Regions from separate parts of the Mus musculus genome. Here regions 1, 3, 4, 5, 6 and 7 are each linked to region 2. A link is a contact called in public Hi-C, HiCAR-type, HiChIP or PLAC-seq and promoter capture Hi-C data. All regions are on one chromosome and are shown on one strand. The core of a region is the stretch at or near the end of the contact, and the rest is flanking DNA. Distances in the headings are between cores, read along the strand shown.

What was found. Promoter capture Hi-C pulls out the DNA fragments that hold promoters and counts their contacts. Hi-C and Micro-C count contacts between places; a contact is called where the count stands out from the background. HiCAR-type assays count read pairs that join an accessible place to other places. HiChIP or PLAC-seq counts read pairs in DNA pulled down with a chosen protein or histone mark.
Region 1: a promoter capture Hi-C map of liver shows a contact between it and region 2, with 4 times the contacts expected there. The contact joins the promoter of Neu3 here to the promoter of Emsy in region 2. A contact is called at or near these places in 4 of 39 promoter capture datasets (cranial neural crest, liver and pre-B cells).
Region 3: a contact with region 2 is called in a FOXA1 HiChIP or PLAC-seq map of pancreatic cancer cells. The contact joins the promoter of Lipt2 here to the promoter of Emsy in region 2. A contact is called at or near these places in 1 of 39 promoter capture datasets (liver) and 1 of 115 datasets of contacts at active chromatin or transcription factors (pancreatic cancer cells).
Region 4: a contact with region 2 is called in a HiCAR-type map of astrocytes, with 2.0 times the contacts expected there. The contact joins the promoter of Pold3 here to the promoter of Emsy in region 2. A contact is called at or near these places in 2 of 39 promoter capture datasets (liver and neutrophils) and 1 of 115 datasets of contacts at active chromatin or transcription factors (astrocytes).
Region 5: a promoter capture Hi-C map of liver shows a contact between it and region 2, with 4 times the contacts expected there. The contact joins the promoter of Ints4 here to the promoter of Emsy in region 2. A contact is called at or near these places in 1 of 39 promoter capture datasets (liver) and 1 of 484 Hi-C or Micro-C datasets (uterus).
Region 6: a contact with region 2 is called in a Hi-C map of B cells, with 7 read pairs. The contact joins the promoter of Xrra1 here to the promoter of Emsy in region 2. A contact is called at or near these places in 3 of 484 Hi-C or Micro-C datasets (B cells, embryonic stem cells and muscle stem cells) and 1 of 9 other capture datasets (liver).
Region 7: a promoter capture Hi-C map of liver shows a contact between it and region 2, with 9 times the contacts expected there. The contact joins the promoter of Ppme1 here to the promoter of Emsy in region 2. A contact is called at or near these places in 3 of 39 promoter capture datasets (liver and pre-B cells), 4 of 484 Hi-C or Micro-C datasets (cerebral cortex, liver, pre-megakaryocyte-erythroid progenitors and 1 more), 3 of 115 datasets of contacts at active chromatin or transcription factors (astrocytes and embryonic stem cells) and 1 of 9 other capture datasets (liver).

The regions. Positions count from the first base shown.
Region 1 is chr7:99,826,346-99,829,895 of GRCm38.p6, reverse strand. Neu3 (neuraminidase 3) reads left to right here and starts at 1,479. Exons shown (of 3, transcript NM_016720.2): 1 at 1,479-1,738.
Region 2 is chr7:98,654,462-98,657,876 of GRCm38.p6, reverse strand. Emsy (EMSY, BRCA2-interacting transcriptional repressor) reads left to right here and starts at 1,308. Exons shown (of 20, transcript NM_172280.2): 1 at 1,308-1,403; 2 at 3,025-3,133. The coding sequence starts at 3,064.
Region 3 is chr7:100,157,414-100,160,762 of GRCm38.p6, reverse strand. It overlaps Lipt2 (lipoyl(octanoyl) transferase 2 (putative)), which reads right to left and starts at 1,486. Exons shown (of 2, transcript NM_026010.2): 1 at 1,016-1,486; 2 at 1-589. The coding sequence starts at 1,481. The coding sequence ends at 360. It overlaps Gm51452 (a long non-coding RNA gene), which reads left to right and starts at 587. Exons shown (of 2, transcript XR_003946658.1): 1 at 587-668; 2 at 2,632-3,349.
Region 4 is chr7:100,119,551-100,122,800 of GRCm38.p6, reverse strand. Pold3 (polymerase (DNA-directed), delta 3, accessory subunit) reads left to right here and starts at 1,301. Exons shown (of 12, transcript NM_133692.2): 1 at 1,301-1,437; 2 at 3,072-3,127. The coding sequence starts at 1,378.
Region 5 is chr7:97,479,432-97,483,100 of GRCm38.p6, reverse strand. It overlaps Ints4 (integrator complex subunit 4), which reads right to left and starts at 2,145. Exons shown (of 23, transcript NM_027256.2): 1 at 1,951-2,145. The coding sequence starts at 2,004.
Region 6 is chr7:99,856,846-99,860,564 of GRCm38.p6, reverse strand. Xrra1 (X-ray radiation resistance associated 1) reads right to left here and starts at 1,347. Exons shown (of 19, transcript NM_001164258.1): 1 at 1,335-1,347. It overlaps Spcs2 (signal peptidase complex subunit 2 homolog (S. cerevisiae)), which reads left to right and starts at 1,682. Exons shown (of 5, transcript NM_025668.3): 1 at 1,682-1,801. The coding sequence starts at 1,688.
Region 7 is chr7:100,369,828-100,373,319 of GRCm38.p6, reverse strand. Ppme1 (protein phosphatase methylesterase 1) reads left to right here and starts at 1,424. Exons shown (of 14, transcript NM_028292.2): 1 at 1,424-1,597. The coding sequence starts at 1,497. It overlaps C2cd3 (C2 calcium-dependent domain containing 3), which reads right to left and starts at 1,087. Exons shown (of 33, transcript NM_001017985.3): 1 at 824-1,087. The coding sequence starts at 878.

The sequences.
Region 1 (3,550 bases), core at 230-2,729, 1.2 Mb before region 2:
ATTATTTAAAAAGGAATGAAGGAAAATCCCATCCTGTTATGATCTTGTGTCTTAGGAAAGCCCATCCCTTAGAGCGTTCACTGCCGTACCCATGGTATTTGCTCAGGCTCAGGGATTCAAACTCAGTAGGAGTCAATGTTTTTCCATCCTTTAAGTTAATATTCCATCTTTCCCTTCATCTTTTGACAAATTCCTTTATGTTTTACTTGGTTCCAACAAAAAAAATGAGTTTCAATTGTTTCTCTCCATGTGAGTTCTACTTCTGAGTATCAAGTTCACTTCAAAGAAAGAAGACCCCATATTCTTACACTGGAACTAGAGGAGGCAGCCATTTGGGAGAGAAACTCCTAACATGACTGGGATGAAATAAAAGGAAGTCACTTTGCTCCTTGGTGGACAGGGCCCTGCCCCCTGGCATCCTCACAGGCAGAGGAGGAATGGGGTCCGGCCGAATCGGCCCTGCTGTGCTGCTTTCTATCTTACTGTGGTTAGACCCACACTTGGGGGTGTGATTTCTTATATTATAAGGTGAAGGGTGCTATCATACATCTTACTATTATAAGTCAAATACAAGTCACTCCCCACAGGGTAATGCCACTATGCTAAATGTCCTAGTTCATTATGTTAACCTGGTACATAAGGAACCACTGTGAATTTTGATACCAATGTACTCCACATCTTGGTTTTTATGTTTGTTTGTTTGGGTTTTTGTTTTGGTCGTGACTTTTTCATTTTCTTTTTAGTCTCCTCTGGTAGCCTTGTTGACCTGATGGGTTTTGTTTGTTTGTTTGTTTCGGTTTGTTTTTTTGTTTGTTTGTTTGTTTGTGTTGTTGTTGTTTTTTTTTAACAGTCATTTTTAGCTTTCTTTGTCCCCACCCCTGGCTGATCTCTTAGATGCTGCAGTGTGTCAAGAGGGGCCTTTTCCTCTTTTGATTTTGGTAGGTGGGGAAGAATGGGATGGTCCTTGCGTGTGATTGTGAAACAAGAGAATGGATTCAGTACTTGGTGACAGATACATGTATGTAAATGTGTGTAGACAATATACAATAAGTTATCGAAGGTACAGGAGAGTGAACCTAGGACGTTGCACCTGCTAGGCGAGTGCTCTGCCACCTAACTGGTTTCTCGGCTCTGTTTATACTTTTTTTTAAAAATCTTGCGAGAAGGGCAATTGTTCAGGGTGGCCTTAAACTCATTTTGTAGTCCAGACAGATGAAATTTAACAGTCTCTACCACACTAGCAAAGTCCACAGCCCCGCACCACCAGGCCCTGATAAATATATACATTTTGGAACCTTTTGCAAGGAGAATGTCCAGTGCTTTGTGTGAAAACACCCCCTTCCACCTTTTATCTTTTTAGGAGTCCCCTCTGAGCCTCGGAACCTTTGTTCGACAATTAGACTGTCTAGGGAAGTTTTAGGCGGTGATACCTTCCACAGACCAATCGTTAAGGGCGTGGAGAAGCAAGCAGGGCGGGCACTGCGCGGTGAAGGGGCGTGGCCTGGCCGGGGAGGTTGACACCCAGACGCTGCTCTCAGTCCTCTGGCGCCTGCTCCCCAGCGCATTCCTTCTGCTCCTGGGATATTTGTCTCATTACTGCCAGTTCTTGCGCAGCGGTCACTGGGTTCGTTTCAGCGTCTGTGGTTTCTGTCGCTGTTATCCAGTCTCCATCGCCCCAGCTCAGCTTCAGGCCTTCTTCCGAGACTCCACGGGAGAGCCCAGAGAGCCTCCGGAGCCGGTGAGCTGGGGTGAGAGTCACCCGGAATTCGGCCGGGGACTGTGGGGACCTGCATCAGGAAGGAAGACTGAGTCAGCCAGAATCAGCTAGGACCATTCTACTTTTGCTTTCTTCCATCTAAAGCCAAACTTCAGCTGTAGTTTAGAACTGTGGGAACAAACCGAGACTGTGAAGTCTTCTTACTATAGAGGAGTTGTGGGCGACCAAAAAGGTTCCAAGGTGGAATGTTTTTGATACTAGATTTGCAACTGAGTGGTCTCCCCTAAGTTTTCCTCTTCAAACAAGGCTGACTTCAGAAGTCGTGCTAAACTGTACTCTCCCCAAGAAAGAGAATAGAGAGGACTTGGTTGGAAGGTGAGAGAGTATGGAACAGTAATTAATAATCAGAATTATCTGCTAAAGCAAACAACTCCAAAGCAGACCTGTACTAGATTCTTCTCAGCCCCTAGTTCTGAGCACATAGTTTGGGTGAATCCTTTAGGTGTGACCAGGCCACTGTGTTACCACTGTCATCATTATTATTAGAATAATCATAGTGAAAATTAATGACAATTTAATTGTTGAGGTGATGGCAGAACCAAAACTGAATTGTAAAAAGGTCAGCATTCACAATAATTAAAGACATCAATTTGTATAGTGCCTTAACGTTTATAAAGCATTTTTGAATGGTCCTGATAAGTACACATTACTAACCTTTAACAAATGAGAGCCAGTCATGGGGCCTGGCTCCTGTTAATCCAAGCACTCAGGAGGCTGGGGCATGAGAATCACAAGTTCAAGACCAGCCCAGGTGCTAAGAGGAGGTTGTAATTGATAGAATAATGCAGTGCTTAATGATGGGGCTTGGTACTGAGAACACAACAATGATGTGGTTTCATTGTGAGAACTTCATCAGTGTGTATGCACATCGTATGGCTCAGCTAGGCTGTATGGAGAATATATATATATATATATATATATATATATATATATATATATATATTCCATATATATGCCTATTGCGGCTGGAGCCATGATGAGTGAAACATGAAATGAAGTCAAACACAAGAAAAAATGGTGTCAAGAGATTCTGAAAGCATGGATTGTGTGAGGCTGCTGCCAGCTAAGGTAATATGCTGTTTCACTGTAAATGTTTGTAAGTTTGTATTCCAAGATAATAACAAAGTGTAGTCTAATGAATGATTGCAAGCCAGTAAAGTAGCTTTTTGTCATTTCAAGTTGTATGAGCTGTACATAGATATTTGTATATGACTGACATCACAAACGTGTTATATGTCTGGGCTGTGATACTGGTGTCTAAGATGTCTGTGGGTGATGGGAACTTTAACACAATTAGAATCTGTGGGACCACCACACACACACACACACACACACACACACACACACACATATTCAGTCTAGTATTACATTGTATATAGTACATGACTACTGTTCTACATCAGTTTCAGGAGTCAGAAATAATGTGCCCTGTTTGGCATGGTGGCACAAACTAACTAACACTCAGGAGCCTAAGGTTCTAGGATAACAAGTCAAGGTCAGTCTGGGATACAAAGTAAGACATTGTTTAGGGGGGAAAATTAATGATTTATTTATTATTTCAATTTATAACTGAAAAATAGTGATATAGTGACTGCCATGTCTTGTGCAATAGGCTTTGTAACAGCTACTTCAGGCTTATTTGTTCTTTTTATGTAGAACTGAATTCATTTTATAGATGAGGATCTGCAAGCAGTAAAAGCTGTTAAGTACTCTAAGCTATGCCTTTCATTATGCACTGCCCGAAGTGGGACTCAGAGACAGGCATCCTTAGAA
Region 2 (3,415 bases), core at 59-2,558:
CAGTGGTTCACAATTTACTTAAAAACTTCTTCTTTTTTCTTGTTTTGGTCTCGGTGTCTCTTGCAGTCCAGTCTGACCCTGCATTCCTCATCTTCTTCCACTTCTACAGTGCTGAGATTATAAATGTAATTCATAATGAACTAGGAAAAGAACTTTCATTCACGTTGTGTATCTTAATATTCCCACAGGGTAGTTTTTCTCGTGTGTCCATCCTAACATCCCTTAGTGCTAGGAATCCGATTCAGGTCTCCAGGTCTTGCACATACTTGACAAGCAATCTGCCATTGAGCTAGATGTCCTCCCAGTGGTTACCCTAGTTTTCACGGGAATCTGCTAACAGAAGGATGCACACTAACAATTCCTCAAGATTTGCACTTTCATTGCATCCGATGCTACCAGAGTTCTTTATTTAGAGGGAGGACACAACAAAATTCGATGGGATTTATAATACTAGAAATTAACTTTGAGTTCTTGGATCAGAGAAACAATATATTGGGTCCCTATCGATCTGTAAAATAGGGGCACAAGGCCTCCACAACATTGTGTGGTTAAGAACAAAGGCTGATGGTGAACCTACCATGTCGTAGTGCCTCAAGTAAGTCCCTTCTTCCCTTTGTCAGATTTTGCACGAGATATCACTACCTCTCCTACTTCGTACATGGCGTAACTCCAAGCTGAGACCGCTCGGATTCCTTTCCTCCACTTGCAACTCCTAACACCGAGAAAGGTGTACGGGCCACTGTGAGGTCTTCTCTCTCCGTAGTGGATAACCTTTCTTGAGTTGTCGTTTGGGTGGCTGGAAGACGCTGATGACTACTCCCAAGCGTCTACGGAACCAGATCTTAATCCTCAACTGGGCATCAGGGACCAAGCTGTGTTCTTTTCATCCCAACCCTCGCTAGAGTGAAAAGGTCGAAGCTCAGCTCCAATTACAGACGCCATCTTGACCGCTACGTGTGACGCCACACGTACAGCCGAAAGAGCAGCTGATTGGCTGGGAAAGACCGGAGGATAGGCGCGCGAAGCTGGAGACTGGAGGGTAATGTAGAAGCCGAAAGGAACTACACTCCCAGACTTCCTTGCGCATGTGACCAGCAAGCAGCAAGAGAAAGAGGAGCGAGGTTGGACTCGGACTACAACTCCCACTAGGACCCGCGTTGTCCGCCCTTTCCTTTCAAAAGGCAGAGGAAAAGGGACAGGAAGAATGGAGGCTTTTGAGTGCTCGTTTCTCAAAAGGCGGGAAAGGCGAACTACACCTCCCGGCGAGCCGCGCGCGCCTGCGCCTGCGCTCTGGTATCTGTCGCCATCTTGCCCCTTCTGAGGCACCGCAAACAAACCTAATTCCTGGTGTCCCCTAGTCTTGGCGGAGGAGCCTTTTAGATGAGCCCCGAAAGGCCGGGCAGGTGGGTGTCTCTCAGGCAGGGTCCTGGGAAAAGCTGGCAGGCTATCCAGGGTAGGGGAGCGCTTGGCCAGGCACGGGGAGCCCGGCTTGGGTCGGTCAGCCCCATCCTCCGTTGTTTCCTAACGGGATCGCGGGGCTCCCTCAAGTGGACTGAGGGCGACTCCGGCATGCCTGGTGATGGGACGCCGGAGGTCGAGGTCTAGGAGCCCCGAGGCGACTCCGGGTTGTCTGACTGTCTGTCCGTGCCCCCGCTTTTTCTCCGTTGTCGTCTCCGCTGAGGAGTGCGCGAGGCGCGGACGCTGGCCAGGGTTCCCAAGACTGGCTGCTGGCCGCGGGGGCGCGGGCTTGACATTGGAACCCGCTCGGAGCCGCGCGGGCGAGGAGCCGGGCGGGCTGCTCTTGTTGTGGTGCTGTGAGCGAGTGCGTGTTTAGAGAGGGGGCGGGGCGGGCTGCCTGCTGACACTTGAGCGGGGGACGGAGTCGGTGCGACCCCGGTGCCGGGAGCACGCTCCGGCTTCTGCTGCCCGGCTTTCCTTTGCTGTGCGGCCCCGCCGTGCGTTTCCCTGGAGGGGATGCTTTGGGATGCCGTGACGTGGTACCCGATTCGGGCGGTCGCCGGCCGCCTCCGAGATTCTACCGGGAGGCGGGGACTGGCTTGGGGAGCGAGCGGATTCCTTTGGCTCTGCCCCTTCCTCCTCTCCACCCCCTTTCTTTATGTCATCCTGCCAGCTGGGGCGCGCCATCCAGTTTGGCTCGCTCAGAGTTGGTTCTGAGCTCAGAGGACTATGGGAAGTAGGGGGAAGGGGGCTCCACTTGAGGCCAAGAGTTGGAGTTAGCAACCCAGAGCCTGGAACGCAGTTGAAGAGTCATATCGGTTTAGTGTTTGACTCTTAGGCTGGCTCATTCATTCATTCTACTCTGCTGCTGACCATCCATTTATCAGTTTAACAGATGTTAAGGAAGATCTACTGAGTTCTCAACCTGTAGTGTAGTTTTGTTTGACCAAGGAATTCACAGTGCGAAATTCTAGGCTTTTAAACTTTTGGTAACTGGTCGAAATGACTCTTTTTTTACTGCCAAAACTTGAGAAAAGAGTTATTGAGTTTCATTTATCCAAATGACATGCTCCACCGTTTGCTTATTTTATCTCCTAACTTATTATTAAGGAAACTGGCAGAGGTCAAATCACTTGTCCAAGGTTGCACAGGTGGTAGAGTCTGTTTGGCAAGTCATATGCCAGCCACTATGACAGAACTTGGCTTGCCCTGTTTTCTAAATAATACTTGAAACAAACTTGGGATTACTTTTTTTTTTTTTTTTTTTAAAATAAAGGCATACAAATTGGGTTCAGAGAGGCCAATTCACAAGGATGAAACAACTAATTATGTTGTAAAGCTGGAACTGGAACCAAGAAGTGTTTGACTTTAAAACCTGTTCTTTCCCCTGTTAGTATGAGCTGGGTCATTGTGCTCTCAAATGGTGTTTTTTTTCCTTTGTCAGGAGCTGGAGTGTGGAGATGAAAATGGTATGAGTTATCTTTTCAATCTTAGTTTGTAGCCAGTCGAAGGCTTTCTATATCCTTGCGTATACATTGGTAATGTGATTTGTTTTTCCTCTGATAGGGAGGACAAGCTCTTTGGGGCTACCAGACAGAAGCAGCAATGCCTGTTGTGTGGCCAACCCTTTTGGATCTCAGCAGGGATGAATGCAAACGGATTCTTCGAAAATTGGGTATGCTTTTTGTTGTTTTTGTTCTAAGCCGGGTTCTCACTCCATAGCCCAGGCTGTCTTCAGAATCATGTCGGTCTCCTTCCTCAGCTTCCCGTGTGATGGGACCACAGGTGTGCTTGGCCGTGCCTGCCCGTTTTATTTTTGATATTTTATATTTCTCTGTGACCTTTTCTTTTTCTGCTTGGTCATGGCTGTTGGTGGCATAGTCCTCAGGACCTAGAATGATTTGTACACGAGATGGAGGAGTTATGACACAAGGAGCCATGACAAATGGGAAGCCTT
Region 3 (3,349 bases), core at 237-2,736, 1.5 Mb before region 2:
AACTGATACAATTGCTGTTAGCACTGAAAAAGTAGCAAGTAATTAGGAAATGGCAGTTGATAATAACACTGGAGTGTCTCCATTAACAGGTGTTAATGGTCATGGGGATGCTTTAGGTAGCCTGTGACTTTTCATAGTATTTTCATAATGTCGTCTGAGGTAGGTGAGGAGATACAGGGAGCAATTGCTCAGGGCCTGTCATGGTCAGTGAATCAGAGTAGTTCTGGGGACTCAGTCAGACTAGCAATTGCTCAGGGCCTGTCATGGTCAGTGAATCAGAGTAGTTCTGGGGACTCAGTCAGACTAGAAGCTTTCTATTGTAGAACCATCATCCCAAGGATAAGGTGAATGAATGTCCTTCAGCTGGGGCTGTCCTCAGAGATTAACGTGCACTTGAAAGTCTCCTTGAATGCCACAAGGAATGATGGCATTACTTCATCCACAGTGACAAGTCTTTGAAGCGCCTCACTCAGGGAAGTGACTCCAGTTCCAACCAGTCCACAAGGCACAATGTGCTCAAACCATGTGAGGTCGGTTGAACAGTTCAGAGCCAAGCCGTGGGACGTGATGTGTCTTCCACAGCGGACTCCTGCAAGACAAGCCAAAATATCTTAGCATAGTTATACTTCCCTTCTTTGGGAGCCTCAGGATCCCTCTGGGGCTGAAAGGTAAGGAGGCCTGGGCACAATCCCTTGAAACTTGGATGGAACACTGACTGGATCTGGGGGCTAAGTCAATGGCGGTGGGGGCTGTGGTTACACATCAGCTGCCCTTATTTTCGAGATTCGTTTAACACAAGAATTGCGTTTGCATTGGAAGTTTTAAATTTTGGCATCCTGTCTCCCGTTATGAGTCACAGGAAGAAACCTGGCAATTCATACTGAACTAGAGGACTCTTTTGTCTCAGCTCCATGAGGGAGGTCAGTGGCTCATGCCCAGAGTTCATGTCCAGCCCAGCGCTCCCCGATGTTAGCCCTGCCCAGGCTCCGCCCCGGTCCCGCCCCGGCGCGCTCACCGATCGCGCAGATCTTGCGCTCCCCCAGCCAGACGCCAGTGTAGGGCGGCGGCCGCGCGCGGGCGCCCTGCAGGCCCCGAAGTTCGCACAGTCGCACGGCGCACGCCTCCAGCGCCGCCACGTGGGTGCGCAGGCGCAGGCCTAGGAGCCGCAAGTCAAGCACCGGGTGGCAGAGCAACTGGCCCGGGCCGTGGAAAGTGGCCAGGCCGCCGCGGCCGGTGGCGCGCACCTCGGCGCCCAAGGCCCTCAGCCGCGTAGTCTCCTCGGGTGTCAGGCCACCGCGTAGCCCGCCCGTGTATACGGGCCCCGCTGGCTCGCAGACCAAGAGCACACCCGCTTTGGTCCCCGACAGGGTCCCAGGGCGAGGGTCTGCCTGTAGCCGCCGTAGCCAATGCTCCTGCAACGCCAGCAGCTCCGAGTAGTGCACCCGACCAAGCCAAACGAGCCGGACCACAGGCAGCGACATCGCGCGGGAGGCGGCGTGCGTGGGCCACGCCTTCTGGCGGGTCTCGGGGCGGGGACTCTGGGCCACGCCCCTGAGCTTCAGCCCGAGTGGAGCTTCAGTTCCCGCCTACCTGTGTGACCCGAAGTCCAGGCAGGATTGGTCTTAACCACCCATTCATTCCAATAATCATTTTTTAGTATGTTCTGTGTTCTGCAGGAACTTGGACCGTGCAGTGTAGAGTATTTGAGAAACGAAGATCCAACCCTGGAAGCTTAGGTGTTCACAGCTGACAAGCTAATATTAAAGTTTTTTTTTTTGACAATATTCAGAAATTGTCTTTCTGTTTCACCATGTAAATTCTTTTTTTTAATTTAATTAATTTATTTATTACGTATTTTCCTCAATGATGGAAAGAAAAACAGAATTCAGTAATATGTTGAGTTCCTCGAAAACTGAAAGGGAGACTAGTGTGCAAAGAGGTTTATTGTGGATCGGTGTGGGACGTAGCAGGTACTTCAAGATATATAAGACTTGAAAGAAACAGGATTAGGCAGAAGCTGTAGTTGAGCAGAGAAATAGTTGCATTAGATTCTTTCCTTAGCTATCCCCCAGGAATGCTCCGAGTCTGGCCTGACCCATTAGAATTATTCTAGATTAAAGCAAATGGGACATCCTACATAGATGGGTCACAAAAACAAGCTACTCCTGGGAAGGCACCGTTACCTTTGTAGGAGTTGCTTCCATTATGAAGCCCTGATCTCTGAAGGGAGCTCCAGCTTGAGTCATCATACAACCCAGTCCCAGAAGCCGAGGGAAGGACAGGGGACGGGAAGCCAGAATATCAAGATTAATTGTGATTAATTGGCCCAGAAACCCTTCCTGACCTGAGCTTTATACAACAGAGAATGTGCCAGAAAAGTCCCCAGAACTACAATTTGGAGAGGTAGATGTCTTATCAAAGTCTTATAAAGGGTCCTGAGCCCTCAGTCCCCAAGGCTTTTACTTAGCCCACTAGCTCACGCCCATTCTTGGGAGTGTTTTTCTTTTTTTAATAACCAGCCCCTGTTTCTAACCACACTGTGTGTCTCTGGTGTGGTATTCTAACCTGGGACATAATCTCAGATCTGCACTGACCACTAATTTTTTCCCCTTTTCTTTATTTCCTTTTCAGATATCGGCCTAAAGCCTGAGCCTACATCGTTGCACTGTGGACTTTCTCACTCTCTGAACCCCTCCACCTCTGCCATGCAGGTTCTCCCCTCCCTCCTCCATCACAGAAGATCCTCCTGCCTCTGCCTCCTACGTGCTGGGATGGACTTTGACTGTTAATAGCTCCAGTAACACTGAGTGTGGGTGGGCCAGGAAGCAGAAAGAGGAAGAACAGAATACCAACCAGAGTGAGGCTCAATGCCAAGAATTAATAAGGCGGACAGACTGGCATGGGCAAACATATATAATAGCAGGTTTCAGAGCGGATGACAAAAGTTATTGTGAGTCATCAACATGGGGATGTGGTTTAAAAAATAAACATTGAGATAGCTCCAGGCTCTGGGAGAAGAAGAGACATTGGGAAACCCTGTTCCAGAGCACCTAAATCTTATTAATAATTCCGTGTAGGGTGGGGAAAGTAACTGCAGCGATTTGGTTCCTGCACAAGATGAACTCAGTGTTCCTGCTGAATACTTGTCCTGGTGTGAAGCAGAATAAGGAGGAAAGCCAGGGATCTGGGTACATCTTCTGTTCCGTCACTGTGTGTTTGCACTCCTATGGGGTAGGTGATACACAGTTTGATTCTTGGGTCCTCATCTCCTCTAACTAGTGTCTGACACCTATAGGGCCTTAGTAGATATTTGCAGAATGAAAGAACAACCGTTTAAATCATTTGTTGT
Region 4 (3,250 bases), core at 52-2,551, 1.5 Mb before region 2:
ATTTTGTGCATATACATGGGCCTGCATGTACCATGGTGTGTGGAGACCAAAGGATGACTCCAAGGAATCAGTTCTCTCCTGCCATCTTTATGTGGCTCCCTGGGACTGAACTCAGGTCATCAGGTCTGTGCTGCAAGCACTTTACCCACTGAGCTATCTCATTGGCCCCAAGATCATACTTAAAATAGTTTTTGTTTACACAAACCCTGTCTCAAAGTCCTTGCAGTTGTTTCCTAGTCACTCTTCCCATGAACAACATGAAGGTGGTTTGAAATGATGGGACCTCATCTTTTGTATGTGTGTGTGTGTATAAAGGGATAATAAAATCTAACAAGACTACTTGAGGATTAGGGTCACTGCTAGAGATGCCCACCACATGCTAGTTACTCAGTAAGTAAGTAATTGTGATATATCTGGGGAATATACATGAAACTAAAAGACTTTCTTCATCTCTTAATTCGTGGGAGGGAAAATTCCAAGGGATACTCTTCTCTGATTTGTTTTTGACCCTAAAACCTTTCAGTGTATTTGTAGACACAACTGTAATCTCTTTGACATGATCTTGGGTTTATTTACAGGCATCTGTTATGATTCTCTATGAAAACCACACAATGCATTTGCTGGGTTTCTATGAGACTAAATGAAATTTCATTTTCAAAGCACTTGCTCAATATGTTTGTCGTGTAACAACACAGTTACCAGCTATTATTAGTGTGATCGTGGTGAGCACAGCTTGAAGGTTTTATGTGTATCGTCTCACTTATAACTCCAGCCAAATAGAATGATTTGATTTCTCGTCTGCTCTTTTCCCCAGTCTTTTCACATCTTCCGGGAAACTCCTGGTTGACCCAAAGATCATGTCCCTAATCTAGTGACTCTTACTTGGTAGCTCTGGCTAGGTTGGAGCTCCATGGGTAGAACAGGGTGGTCTTCAGCTCACAAAGATCTGCTTGCTTTTGCACCACCACGCCTGACACCAACTCTTTTAAGCCACCCCTCCTCCCCCTCTTCCCCCTCCTCCCTCTCCTTTACAATGTAGGCTCCATGTGTACTCTTGGCCACAGCACTCCCCCGCCCCCAGCGGTGAAATATAAGGTTATGAGTCAGTCTACTTGTGGTAGCAGAGAAATCGCAACGTTCTCAGGTGCACACCGACAACCACGGGCTCGCGCCTCACTTCCGGTCGGTCTCGCTCCAACTTCCCCCTACATCAGCCCTGGCTGGCCTCTCACTAGTTTGGCCCTCACCCGCCGCCGTAGCGCGGCGCCTTGGTTGCCCTGGGAGACGACCTGTGACCCGAGAGTGAGCGAAGCTGTTTCCCGCCGGCGGGAGCTACGGCTGGGGCGGGTTGAGCGCGGGGCTCGAAGCCGCACCACCATGGCGGAACAGCTGTATCTAGAAAACATAGACGAGTTCGTCACGGACCAGAACAAGATCGTGAGGAGCTAGGACCACGGGGGTGGGGAAGGCGGGGCCGTGCGAGGCGGGTGTGCGGGGGACTGGGCCTGCCCGGTCGGCGAGGGGTCGCGACCCCCGGTGCCTGTGGCTTCTCGGGGACCGGCTGAGGTGGCCACTGGTCACCGCGAAACCCGCGTAGGGAGACACGCCCTGCGGGCAGAGCTTCTGGCGCGCGCCCAAGCCCCGGGGCCTTGGGCGGGATTGTGAGGTCCGGGGGCGTGGAGCCTGGGAAGCCAGCGGGGTTCGTGAGGCTTCCTTTCCCTGCTCTGTCGGGTGGTGGCCCCTCAAGACAGTTGAGACTGGCCGACTTTCATAGGCGACTGCCTGGTGCTTTACCCACCAGAGACAGTTTCCTCTTCCTGGAAATTTAAATATTGAAAGCAGCTTGACCCACCTCCTCGGGCTAGCGTAAAAATGAAGAGACTTGGGTGTGATGGACCTTTGCTGCTGTGAGCCCATGGACACAGTTTGGTACACCGACTCACACCTCCCGGGTCCTCCAGGCTTTTGTGTTATCCCTAGAAGTGGGATTTAGCCAAGGGTCAAATGACGTGTATAAACGCGTCAAGGGCCATTAGGGCTGGATAGATAAATTCTTGAATCCCAGGTCTGTCTCTTTCCCCTCTGCCTCTGTCTGCCACTCTGCCTCTGACCAATCTTTATTAGTCCTCTTATTGGGAGTGCATCGTTTAGCTTTGGAAGAAACAACAGACATACCGGGTCAGGGAAGGATGGAGGCTCGATGCCCCTAGTTCTTGAAATTACCCCATACTACATTTATCCATTTTTCTCTCTCTCTTTTTTTTTTTTTTTGATTCCCACACCACCTGTTCCTCTTAACATTTGAATAGTTGCAAATTTACTGAGAAGTTCCTGGGTTATGTGCTTTCAAGTAATGCTAGGTTTTAGATAAATTTTAGGATAGTTTTAGGTAGCTTCTTAAAGACAAGAGGGTCAGAGAGCTTTTAAGTAAGACAAGGAGTTTGAGCTAAATAATCTTTGGCTTGGCTTTGTAGACTCTTAAGACTTTTCTTATTATGTTTAGTGTCATGCGCGTGCGCGCGCGCACACACACACACACACACATAATTGTGCTATGTCACAATTATGGATGTCAGAGGACCAGTTCTCTCATTCCACCGTACGAATCCAACAAATCAAACCCAGGCTCTTTTTGTTTGTTTGTTTTTCGAGACATGGTTTCTCTGTATAACCTTGGCTGTCCTGGGAACTCACTCTGTAGACCAGGCTGGCCTTGAACTCAGAAATCCTCCTGCCTCAGCCTCCTAAATGCTGGGATTAAAGGCGTGTGCCACCACCGCCCGGCCAAACCCAGGTTCTTAAGGGTGTGGTAGCAAGTGCCTTTCCCCACTGCCCATCTCTCTGACCCACCTTTGTAGATTCTTTTGCATTGATCAGTCTGTGAAGCATCTTAGTGTTTGTAAGGTAAGTACCCTGGCCTTACTTGTCATATGGTTTTTTTCTTGTTGGTATCTGCTGTAGTTTACAGGACACAGCCATCCGAGAATAAGAGTCCCTAGGAACAGGCTCTTGGCACTTATCTGTACTCTGGAATCAGCTAATAAAACCTTAAAAATTGTTTTTTGTTTCAGGTGACTTACAAGTGGCTAAGCTATACACTAGGGGTTCATGTTAACCAGGCCAAACAGTAAGTTCATTTGACTGCTAATTTTAATAATATTGGAATTTTTCTTTCACTTTGTTTTTATTTATTATTTTCAGCATCATCTTTTTATTGTTTATTTGGAATTTTCACATCATGCACCCCACT
Region 5 (3,669 bases), core at 896-3,395, 1.2 Mb after region 2:
TAAACCAGGAAGTGGAGGCAGGAGGTTTAAAATTCAACCTTAGCGACACTGCACCTGGACTGTATGAGACCTTGTCTTATTTGTTTTGTTTTGTTTTGTTTTTCCCCAAGACAAGGTTTCTCTGTGTAGTCCTTGCTGCTCTGGAGCGTGCCTCAAACTCACAGAAATCCACCTTCCTCTGCCCCCTAATGATGGGATTAAAGGCATGTGCCAATCCCCCATCCCCACCCCTCTGAGGTGGGCCACCCCAGCTGAGACCTTGGTTTTTGTTTTGGTTTTAAAAAAGAAAAAAAAAAAAAGAGCTGGACCTGCAGAGATGACTCAGGGGCTAAGAGTGAATTCTTGCTCTTGCACAGGCCCCAGGTTCAACTCCTAGCACCCACCTGGTAACTCACAACTGGCTGTAATTTCCGTTCTAGGGGATCTGATGCCCTCTTCTGGCACTGCACACGTGATACACTGACATTCATGCAGACAGAACACTCATGCATATAATATAAAGAACAAAAAATGTAAGCTTTTGTAAGAAAGACGAATAAAGAGAAAGCCAATTTACCAATAGCCGATAAACAAACATGAGAAGACGGCAGTATGAGATCACTGAAAGTTAGAGCTGGGCTTTAGGAAAAGGAGAAAATGCTAAGGAGAATGGAAGAATACCGACTCGCCAGTGTAGTTCTCTCTGTGACGATAACAGAGACACTGCCCTGGCTCTCCAGTTAGACTATGTACTCCCCAAAAGCAGGGGTTCTGATAGACAACGACTTCCTACCACACATGGTACACAGAAATCACTCAAGTATTTGAAAATACTTTAATTTTTTCCTGTTGAATTAATGAATGAATGGAAGGTTTAAGAGTCATTTTCCATCAGGCATGGTGATGCAAGCCTTTAATCCCTGCACTTGGGAAGAAAAGGCAGGCTGATTCCTTCCTGTTCATGATCAGCCTGCTCTACATAGTGAGACCCTGTCTCAAAGAAAAAAAAAATTTTTTTTTTTCCTTAATGAGACCACTCTGCCTAAATATCTAAGACTGCTGGGGATCCACTGGCATAAACCCCCGGGCCTGGTCAAAATGCAGATCTTGCCTCACACCACCAACCTATTGAACATAATCTGCATCATAACAAACTCCCTAAAAGAGCGAGATCTGTAACAGCTCGGTGGTAGACCACATGCCTCAGCATGCATAAGGCCCTACACTCAATCTCCCCTACTACAAAAAAGATAAAAAATTTAAGTATTCCTCAAGACGCGTATATTTTGTATGTATCTGTGTACATATGGAAATTTAAGAAGCAGAATACATCGCTTCTACAGAGACACTGTGGAGCACACTGACAGTTCTGACAGGGGCTCTCTTGGTCCACCTATGTTTAAAAGAGAGAGGATGATAGGTTTGCCGTCCTGTGACTCTTGCCTGCTTGGTCTGAGCCTTGAATTCTACAGACCTTTAGTCAGCTTGGGGTTTTGCATACAGCTCAACTTGTCTCTGAAAGTTAGAGGTACACGAGTTAAGAGGAGTTCTGCCACCAACTGAGGACAGGAGAATGCAAATATAACCGATCTGGCACAACCGAGCTGTGAGACATTAAAATAAGATACCTGACAGTTTTTAAAACTATACAGCACGTTGTCCCAATGATTTTGTTTTGTCTTTATCAAGTGAGCTGGGAGTGTGACTTTGGGATAGAGTGATAAGTTAGCATGCTTAAGACCCCGAATTCTAGTCCCAGAACTTTAAATACAACAACAACAACAAACCCCAAAGTCAGAGTACACATGAGAACAGCGGCCTCGACCTAACACGCCCCCTGCCTGACGCGCAGCCTAGGAACCTAAACCTAAGCCGGCTACACACAAGCTTAGGCGCTGATCTGGAGAACAGCCTGGGTGCGGACAACCCTCCCGCGCAGACTGGTCCATGGCTTTTTCTGCCAGCGCTTACCTGAACCACTTTAGTGAACTCCTCATACACCCGCTTTTTCAGGTGCGCCGCCATGGCTGCACCGGACCTTCTCGGCTTCTGTACTTGCTGAGAACGTGGAGAGAAACCTTTCTACAGCACCGATTTCGCTGCAATCCCACAAAGCAGTGGGGTTGCTGGATAGAGAGGCCTCTTCCTGAAGCTCCACTGCCCAGTGAGTCGATTGGCTGCCGCTACTGCTGGGAGACGGAAATTAGAGTGCATCCTGGAAGATGGGTGGAGTAAAAGGCGGGGCTGGTGGGAGCTGGAGGCAAAACCCGGAGCTGTATCCTGGAGGTGCCCTGCTAGAATCTTAGGGTGAGTGTTGCCATAGTTCCAGCTCCTCCCCGAAGTTCGTTTTACTTTGTTACAGTAATTTAGAAGTTATCCATCAATAAGAAAGAAGAAGAAGAAAAACGGAAAGATAAAGAAAAGAAAGCCAAGAATCTTCCTGTTGAATCAATGAAAGGTTTAAGATCATTTTTCTGAATGGTACTACTCTGCAAGTCTGAAGATTTAAGAATGCTGGTGGTCCACCCGGAGCCAAGTCTCTATCAGGACTGTCAGTGTGTTCCACGAATCTCTGGTGAAGAGACTAATGCTTCCTCTGACAGCTGGGAAACAGTGAAAAAGAATCTTGAGACTGAGGATGAAGCCACGTGTTGTGGTGTCAAAAACCAGGAGCCAACACTGAGATATAGAAAGGCAAAAATGTTACCATTACAGACACACCCACACACACACACCCACAGTAGAAGGATGAGGTGTCCTCAAAGTCTTACAAAGGTTCTTTATGACTTTGGCAAGCAAGCAAAGCTTAATAAAAAGGGAACTTTATTATGATTAGCATTTAGCATAAACTCAATTACAGGTTTTTAACTTCATTGTAGTTGGTAGGTTTCAGAAAACCTTGTTTTTCAAGTTAAGTCTGCTTCTCAGAAGGTCTTTGTAGTCTTTCTTTGGAAAACAGTCTACATAATAGAAAGATAAATCTCATTTTGCCTAAAAAATGCAAGTACAAATATCAAGACCCTGGAAATAAGTCTAGAACATGAACAATGAGTAGAATAGAGTTCCTGTTATTATTTAACCCTTGTTAAGATCAATAATGAAGGAAGGAATAAGAATGGAATTGCTGTTATTATTTAACCCATATTAAAGTGAATAGTGAAGGCAGAAATAGGGGAGTCAGATTCTAACACAACACTCCTTTAAGACTCTGGTACTTGAACAAGTGACCTCCACGACAAGCATACTGATAATCCCTACCTAACAAAAACATGCTTACAGTGTAATGAAACAATACAGAAACAAGAACACCCTGCATCTGAGATATGTGGTGCTCTTGAGTTTTACAACTCACCTGTTCTTTACTTTTTTAACCAAAACATGGGACATTTAGAGGAGGGAACAGGAAGTTGGTAGGTACAGAGGACCCAAAAACACATAGATTATCTTTATCCTATACTATACGTAGGAAGACTGTGTTACAGCTCAGATGGAAAGGTGTCCTGGCAGTTAGGAGTCAAGGAATACCACAAAGTCACATTGCACAACAAACCTCACACGAGATTTGTTGGCAGGGAAAATCCCAGAAGGCTGACTGCCAATGCTTGAAAAAAAAAAAACAGCAGAGGACTGAGGAGAAACAGGGTTTATATAGGATTCCTGGGGTGGTGTGTGGGGAGCTTTCCAGGGTGA
Region 6 (3,719 bases), core at 98-2,597, 1.2 Mb before region 2:
AGAAAGTAGGTCATAAGGCACCAGCTCTAGGAACAGACCATAAAATCCAGAACAAGATCAGAAAACCCTCTCCCAAAGAACAGCCTGGAGATAACCACAAAAATAGGAAAATATCTGATCTCAGAATGGGCCATTTGCACTGGTCAGCCCTATTTCATCACACGATTGAATGCTCATGACATGGGAATGTAGACTTCTGATCACCTATGACCCCCCCCACCCCCACCCCCAGCACCTACCAATGAAATTTTAGATCACCTAATCCTTCTAGAGAGTTCCCTCAGTTCTCTATAAGAAGGCCTGCATGCGTTTATCTGGGGTCACCATTTCAAAGAATGGTTGGCCCCTGCATGCTGGTGTTTCTGCAGAATAAATGCTCTTTGTTTTTGTATACTCTCTGAGCCTGGGGTCTTCTTTCAGTGATTTTTGGACCCTTACAACTGGAGTGGCCAGGAATTGCTTAATCGAGGATGAAATCTAATCTGCTATTCTTTAGTGATCATGTGAACATAGCCTTGCCAAGAACATTTTGTCTCTTTCATTCAGAGGTATATTCTAAGTGTGTAGAACAGGACTGAGTACATGCTAAGCGATTCAGAGGCTGGGCATGGTATTATACACCTTTGGTTCCAGCACTAAGGAGTCAGAGGTAGGTGGATCTCTGGGAGTTTGAAGCCAATTTGTCTACACAGTGAGTTTCAGGACAGCTAGACCTAATGGTGAGACCCTGTCTCAGAAAAACAAAACAAAATGTCTAGCGAATTCAGTATCTGGCGGATCATCTGTACACATATGGAAAATATGTAGGTATAAAAACTAAATAATGCAATGTAATATGGCATAAAGTGATATTACTATGAGATATCCCAGGTCTATTTTCCTTATATGCCTTAGTTTCAGTGTCAAGTTTTTTTGGTGCTCAATATTTTTTTCTCTCAATATTTATAAAAATCACATTGTCAAACTGGAAACATGCTTTTAAGTTTAAAAAACTAAAAAGTTGGTTTTAAGTGTGTTCTGACTTATGCTCTCTGGCTTCTGAAAAATTCCTTTTCTTGTCTATACAGCATTATCCTGAGACAGACACAGAATGGGTGGATGTAAGTGCATGTAGGGCACTGCCTAGCACACAGTAGGCACTCAATAAATGATAGTTCTACAGGAAACATTACTAACAGCTGAGATTATGGTTACTTCGGAGAGAATAATCGAGCTGATATTCTACCTTCAGGGACAGAAAGGGGTGAAGAGCAGGCTCTACCTCCCTTCTTAGGACACAACATCTGGGGCTGGAAAGACTCATAATTCAAGCAAAATTAAGTTTCCAGCCACACCTGCCTTCGGCGTCGTTTCCGCCTCCGAAGAGCCCGCGGAGGCGATGTCCCTGTCAGGCGGAGTGCACGCCTGCAAGCCTCACGGGAATCTCGGAGTCGCTCCACGGTGGCGCTTGCCACAGCCTTCCCCACCCACTCCTTAGTAACCGCGAGGATGTGGCTAGCAACGGAGGCGGCAACCGGCGACGGCAGATTCTAACTACAAGTCCCGTCAAGCCCCGCGGCCTCTTTCAGCCCTCATCAGCACACCAGACTACGGATCCCGATGGGCTCTGCGCTGCCTATCACATGAGCAGCTTCAGCCAATCGGCTTCGGACAAGTCGTATGGGAGGGAGACACGGAGGGAGACAAGATGGCAGCGTCGGCGTCGCAGGGTGGGAGAAGCGGCGGTGGCGGAGGCAGTAGTGGGGCTGGCGGCGGCCCCAGCTGCGGGACAAGCAGCAGCCGCAGTGGTTTGTTGGATAAGGTGAGGAGCTTAGTCCTGGGGACAATCTAGAGCCCGGGGAATGCCCAGGAGCTGGTGAGCCCAGCTTCCCATCCCCACCCCCTTATTTTCTGTGGCTCCTTGAGCGCTCCTCCGTAGCACACGAACGCACACTTGTAACTTGCCCTCTCTACACGTTGGAAAACAATCCTTCCCTTTAGTCGTCTCTTTAAGCAAGTGCTGCTGGTCCCTAACCGCCACCGCAGCTTCTCGTAATTATGGCAATATTTCACCATAATGATCACGTTTCTATTGTGCTAGGAGGGCCACTCTTGAAAATGCCCATAACATCAACGTGGAAAATGGAACTTCTAAAGAAATTGAAAGAATCTCCTCGAAGTCAGTATTCCCCAAACCCTTCCACCATCATCCTCGCGTGTTGCTACAGAGCCCAAAGAGTTCCTTGGCCTTTAAAGTTTTTAAGGGTTTTTTTTTTTTTTTTGGTTTCTTTTAATTTTTTCATGATATGTCAAATAATGAAATATTCGTATGTTGACTTCCCTTGCTGGTCTGATAGGAAGCCTTAAGATTCTTTGTCCCTCTTGGGTTCCCTGCCTTTCTCTTCCCCTGCGTGGCCTTTTCTGTCTGTACCAGCTGACTGCTTTCCACTCTGCCTACACAATTTCTAAAGAATTTCACGTCCTTGTCCATAAGGGCTTAAAGGAAAGAGTCAGGGGAGGAACGCTGCTCCTGGATTGACCATCTTGCCCCTTGCACAGCAACTTGCAAGAGACAGTTGCCTGAAAAACGGGCCTGGCATTAGTTTTGCCTCTAGCTCTGTGTCCTAAAATGTGCCTGTTCTCCTTATTGCCTTCCTTATTCTGTAGAATGAGGGGTTTAGTCCAGCATACCTTCTGGCCCCCTTCCAGGGTTGTCCTTCCCAGCTGATGTGATGAGGGTGAAGCATGGTGCTTTCATATAGTAAACCACTTTTCTTGAAACATTTTAATCGAAATGCTCTATTACTCCTCTGTGTGGAACAGATGGCTAGGGCTTAAGAGATGGATGCCTGATCATCCCGCATTTGTGTAGCTTCCTACATGGTAGGCAGCACTCCACCACTGACCCACGTCCCCAGTTCCCCTTGTCTTTTGGAGGGTCCTTAGAGTCAAGTTTGAGACAGGGTCTTGCTGTGTAGCTAAGCTGGCCTGGACTGGAACTGGCTTTGTGCAGGATCCAGGGACCAAACTCGGCTTGTAAGCCTTGAGCCATCTGTCTGGTCCTCAAGTCTTTCTTGAGGAAAGAATATGATAGTGCTTAAGATTTCTTAGTAGGCTTACTAGAAGGGTTTAAGTAAACTTAGTGAAAGGTAGGGTTAGACTGGAGAAAGTTACTTAGGAGTGGAATGTAAAGAGACTATATAAAGTGACTTGAGGAAGGTTATTTACATAGCTCAATGAACTAGACCCAATAATAGTGTATAGTATATACTATACACTAATATATAGGATTTCTTAGAAGGGTAAGTTTGAATTCTAGTGTAGCATAAAAAGCCCTGGATGACTGCTCATTACTGAACTTGTATTTCTTTACCACAATAAGCATTGTAGGTATTCTCATTATAGGCTCATTATAAAGATCAAATTATATAATACTGGTAATGTTAAGATCTGTATAAAAACAGAATGACAAGATTCTCCAACTGGGATATCAGAAAGGTAGAGTGTTCTCACAGAGGGACATTTGGAAGAGTCTTCATTTTGTTTTGTTGATACAGGGCCTTACTGTGTAATCCAGGTTGGTCTTTCTGCCTCTGCCTGCCTAATGTGCAATCATAGGCATTTCCACCATACCTCCCCACCTCATATTCAACCATGAAATGAAAGACAGAAGAGTGAAAATGGTCCAGAGCTGTTTAAGGTCCTTTTTCCTGGAAAAACCTCCTTTCTGCTAACTTTGA
Region 7 (3,492 bases), core at 175-2,674, 1.7 Mb before region 2:
CCTTTCAGTCAGTACCTTTTCTGAAAGATTTAGAGAAGACTTAAAAACAAAACAAACAAACAAACAAACAAAACAAAAAAAACCAAGAGTTTTTCTGCAGGCGGATCAAGTTCAAGGCCAGCCTGGGGTTCATAGGGCCCCCTTATAGGAGCTGGATAACTAAGAGGATTTAAGTTGGATTCAAGTCATTCTAAGTGAGGAGCAGTCCATATATGCACATATGTTTCCATTTCAACGAATTATCCCTGCGCTTTATGGTAGATCTTTTTCTTCATGCTACAGGACACAAACTGTTTTAGTTGAAAAAACTCCTTGTATTGATTCCTGATGAGATCTCAGTATATTCTTATGAAGCGCAATCGCTTCCCAAGGAAAAAATCAGAGAAGTAGAAGGGTATATATATATATAAGTGGTTTTATTTGCTTTTTGAGTAAGCTTGGGTTACAGGTTTCACGATGTCCTCTATCACACACCCTTTCACCATCTAAGGTTTTTCCGGACAGAGTTATGTCCCTTCCCCCTACTCCGAATACCTCTAACACACATACGTGTATCCCTGTCGTAAAAAGAGCACGTTTAATTTTGTTGTTCTCCTATCCGTATCTATTAATCCTCACTTGCCTCATTTATCGACCCTCAGGCGCTACTTCCTTTCCATTCTTTAAAAAAAAAAAAAATTCTCTTAACTTTCTGGTTCCCTAGTTAGTCTCTCTTCCGTCCTCTTTTGTTTTGTTTTGTTTTGTTTAACCGGAGCGGGTGGAAGTCTCCTTAGAATTCTTTAGCCCTTTTATGCTTTTCTCAACCTTAAAGAAATAAAGTTACCTCTCTTTTTGCGCCCACGGCCGCCCCCAGGCCCTTGGCCTTTCCGTTGTTTCATCCCGAGCCTGGGCCCTTCGTCACAAATTCAACGCAGGTGCCAGCTCCTAAGCTGTACGCTCCCGCCATCCCTTCCCACGGCGCCTGCGTTCCCCGGCAACGGGCGCCGCTGGGAAGCCTGGGACGCAGGAAGAAACACTCTTTCACCAACAGTTCCCGGAAAGCGGTGCCAAAAGAAGGCGCCAATTAGAGCCCCTGCAAATGGACTACAACACCCATGATGCTTTGCTTCCCTACCTTGGCCAAGTTGGACCAGGGCACCTGCATCTGCGCAAGCGCAAATTGATACACTATTTGAGGACTTCATTGTCCAGCATGCATTGCCTTCAAGAGGTCTCTTCCTGCTAGGGTTGTCGAGTTCTCTGATAGGAGTCTGAGAGATCCGCAGACTCCGTTACCCAGTTTCCTTTGTGCGAAGGCTGTTGCGCACTTCCGGTGGAAGCGCTGCGGCGAGGGGGCGGGGCTTACTGAGCCAGTGGGCGGTAGGCGGCGCTGCCGGTGGCTGGTTGCTGTCCAAAGGCGACTGGGCGTCGTTAGAGGAGAGAGCTGTGACCGGTTGTACTGCACGTATCGTGGGACGGACCTTGGGCCACTGTTGTCGACGTGCGGCCTCCCTTTGATGTCGGCCCTTGAAAAAAGCATGCACCTCGGCCGCCTACCTTCTCGCCCTCCTCTACCCGGCAGCGGGGGCAGTCAGAGCGGAGCCAAGATGCGGATGGGGTACGTGACTTGTACCACTCTCCCAGGAGACCAGGCCCAGGCCATTGGAGATTGGTGTCTGGGCATTCAGAGTGCCACGGGAAGGGACGCTGTGAATTGGAGGAAATGCTGGCCTTGGCCTGGAGGTGTTTAGATAGAGTAGAAGGTAGATTTGGGGACTAGGTGAGGCGCTAAGGGAGTAGTCCACTGGAGGACTGATAACATTGTTGGAGAAGGGGAATAAGGACAAGGTTGAGAAAATGAAAGGATAATCTAAGGGATGACGGGAATCAACTCTAGAAGTGATGAGTCTGGGAGAAAGAGTGAATCAGTGAGATGAGGAGAAATCTGGCATCGTTGAGGGGAATAGGGAATGACTGAGAGAAAAGTTGACGGGTTTGGGGAATCAAGTAAGTGAGCCAGGAGTAAGAAGGTTTTTACCTGAGGGTTATAGAAAACATCTGAGGCAAAGACTAGGGAGTAGAAGGTTCTAGAGAAAGTTTCCAGAAGTGTAAGAGTCAAGTTCAGAGAATGAGGGGGTGAATCAGAAAACTTGGAGAATAGGCCTAAGGAAAGACAGAGAACATGGCTAGGGGACTGTTATCAAGGGAGTGAGCCCAGAGGCTAGGGAAATAGGGGGGGTGTGATGAGGAAGACAGCTGAGTTTGGAACAGTGACCACTGATATCCCAGAGACTGAGAAATAATTTCGAGTAGGATTTGTTAAATGGAAGCACTGGAGAGGTAAAATCTGAAAACCAAAGAAGATTTTGTCAATTGTTTTGTTTTGCCAAGCAAATGGGACCTGAGGGAAACTATCTATTGGTCTAAGAATTAGACTTAGTGAAGCACTGGGAGTAACCACTTAACAATAAAATGGGAGTAAATGGTTTGCTGGAAAGGGAGTAGGGCTTGAGTGTGTGTGTGTGCTTATGTGTGTGGGTTAGAAACATTTATTAATTTTTGTGGTGTTGAGGCTGGAACCCAGAACTAGATAAATGCCACATCACTGAGCTACACTCCCAATATAAAAGCTGAGCTAATGAAAGAAACTTTAGAAATTTAGATCCCTGACAGGCTGTGTCATTTATAGTTATAGGATGCTTGCCTGCTGGAGAAATCGTGATAGTTGAACATCCTAGTAAGAGCTGCTGGAAGGCAGAGAGAACTGGATAGTCATTGGGCTATTTGGAGGACTACTGATGGTAAAGAGAAAAGAGACCTATGTTGGATTTGGGATTGGAGAGAGAAGCTGGTAGATATATTTCAAGAATTTCCACAGACTGACCAAAAGGCAAGAAAAGATGTATGCAGTTCTGTGAAGACTGAGTATAGGAGATGAGAGAGAGTCCTGCTATTAAAATGATTGGTAAAATCTGAATCCAAGAGGTTATGATCTATAATAGAAAAAAATTGACTGAGGAGGCATAATAGCAGGTAAAATGGAAAGCTTGTTATAAGATAAAATAAAGATTGGTCTCGAAAAGACATAAAGATTGAACTTTTAACATAAAGAAAATTTGGAAGCTGACCTATACCATTATTTTGGAAAATTAGCCTGAAGTATAAAAATAAATGTAATGATTCTTCATGTGTTTTTTTTTTTAGTTATTAATTTTTTGGGGGAAGGGGGGGATATGGTCACACTTTATAAGCCAAGCCTAACCCTGAACTCTTGATCCTCCTGCCACACCTCGCTTAGGAGCTGTTTTTTTCCTAATTACAGTTGGATCTTTCAGTACACTGGCACTCACCTGTACAGATATATTAAATGCTAGTTTTAAAACTAACTCTACATGTTTCAGGTAAGTTTAAGTGAACTTCAGCTCCTCCCTTTATCAAACTTAAGTTTTCTGAAAATGATTAATTGGGAGAACCATACCAAGAGCAGATCTACTCATTAAACAATTTTATAGT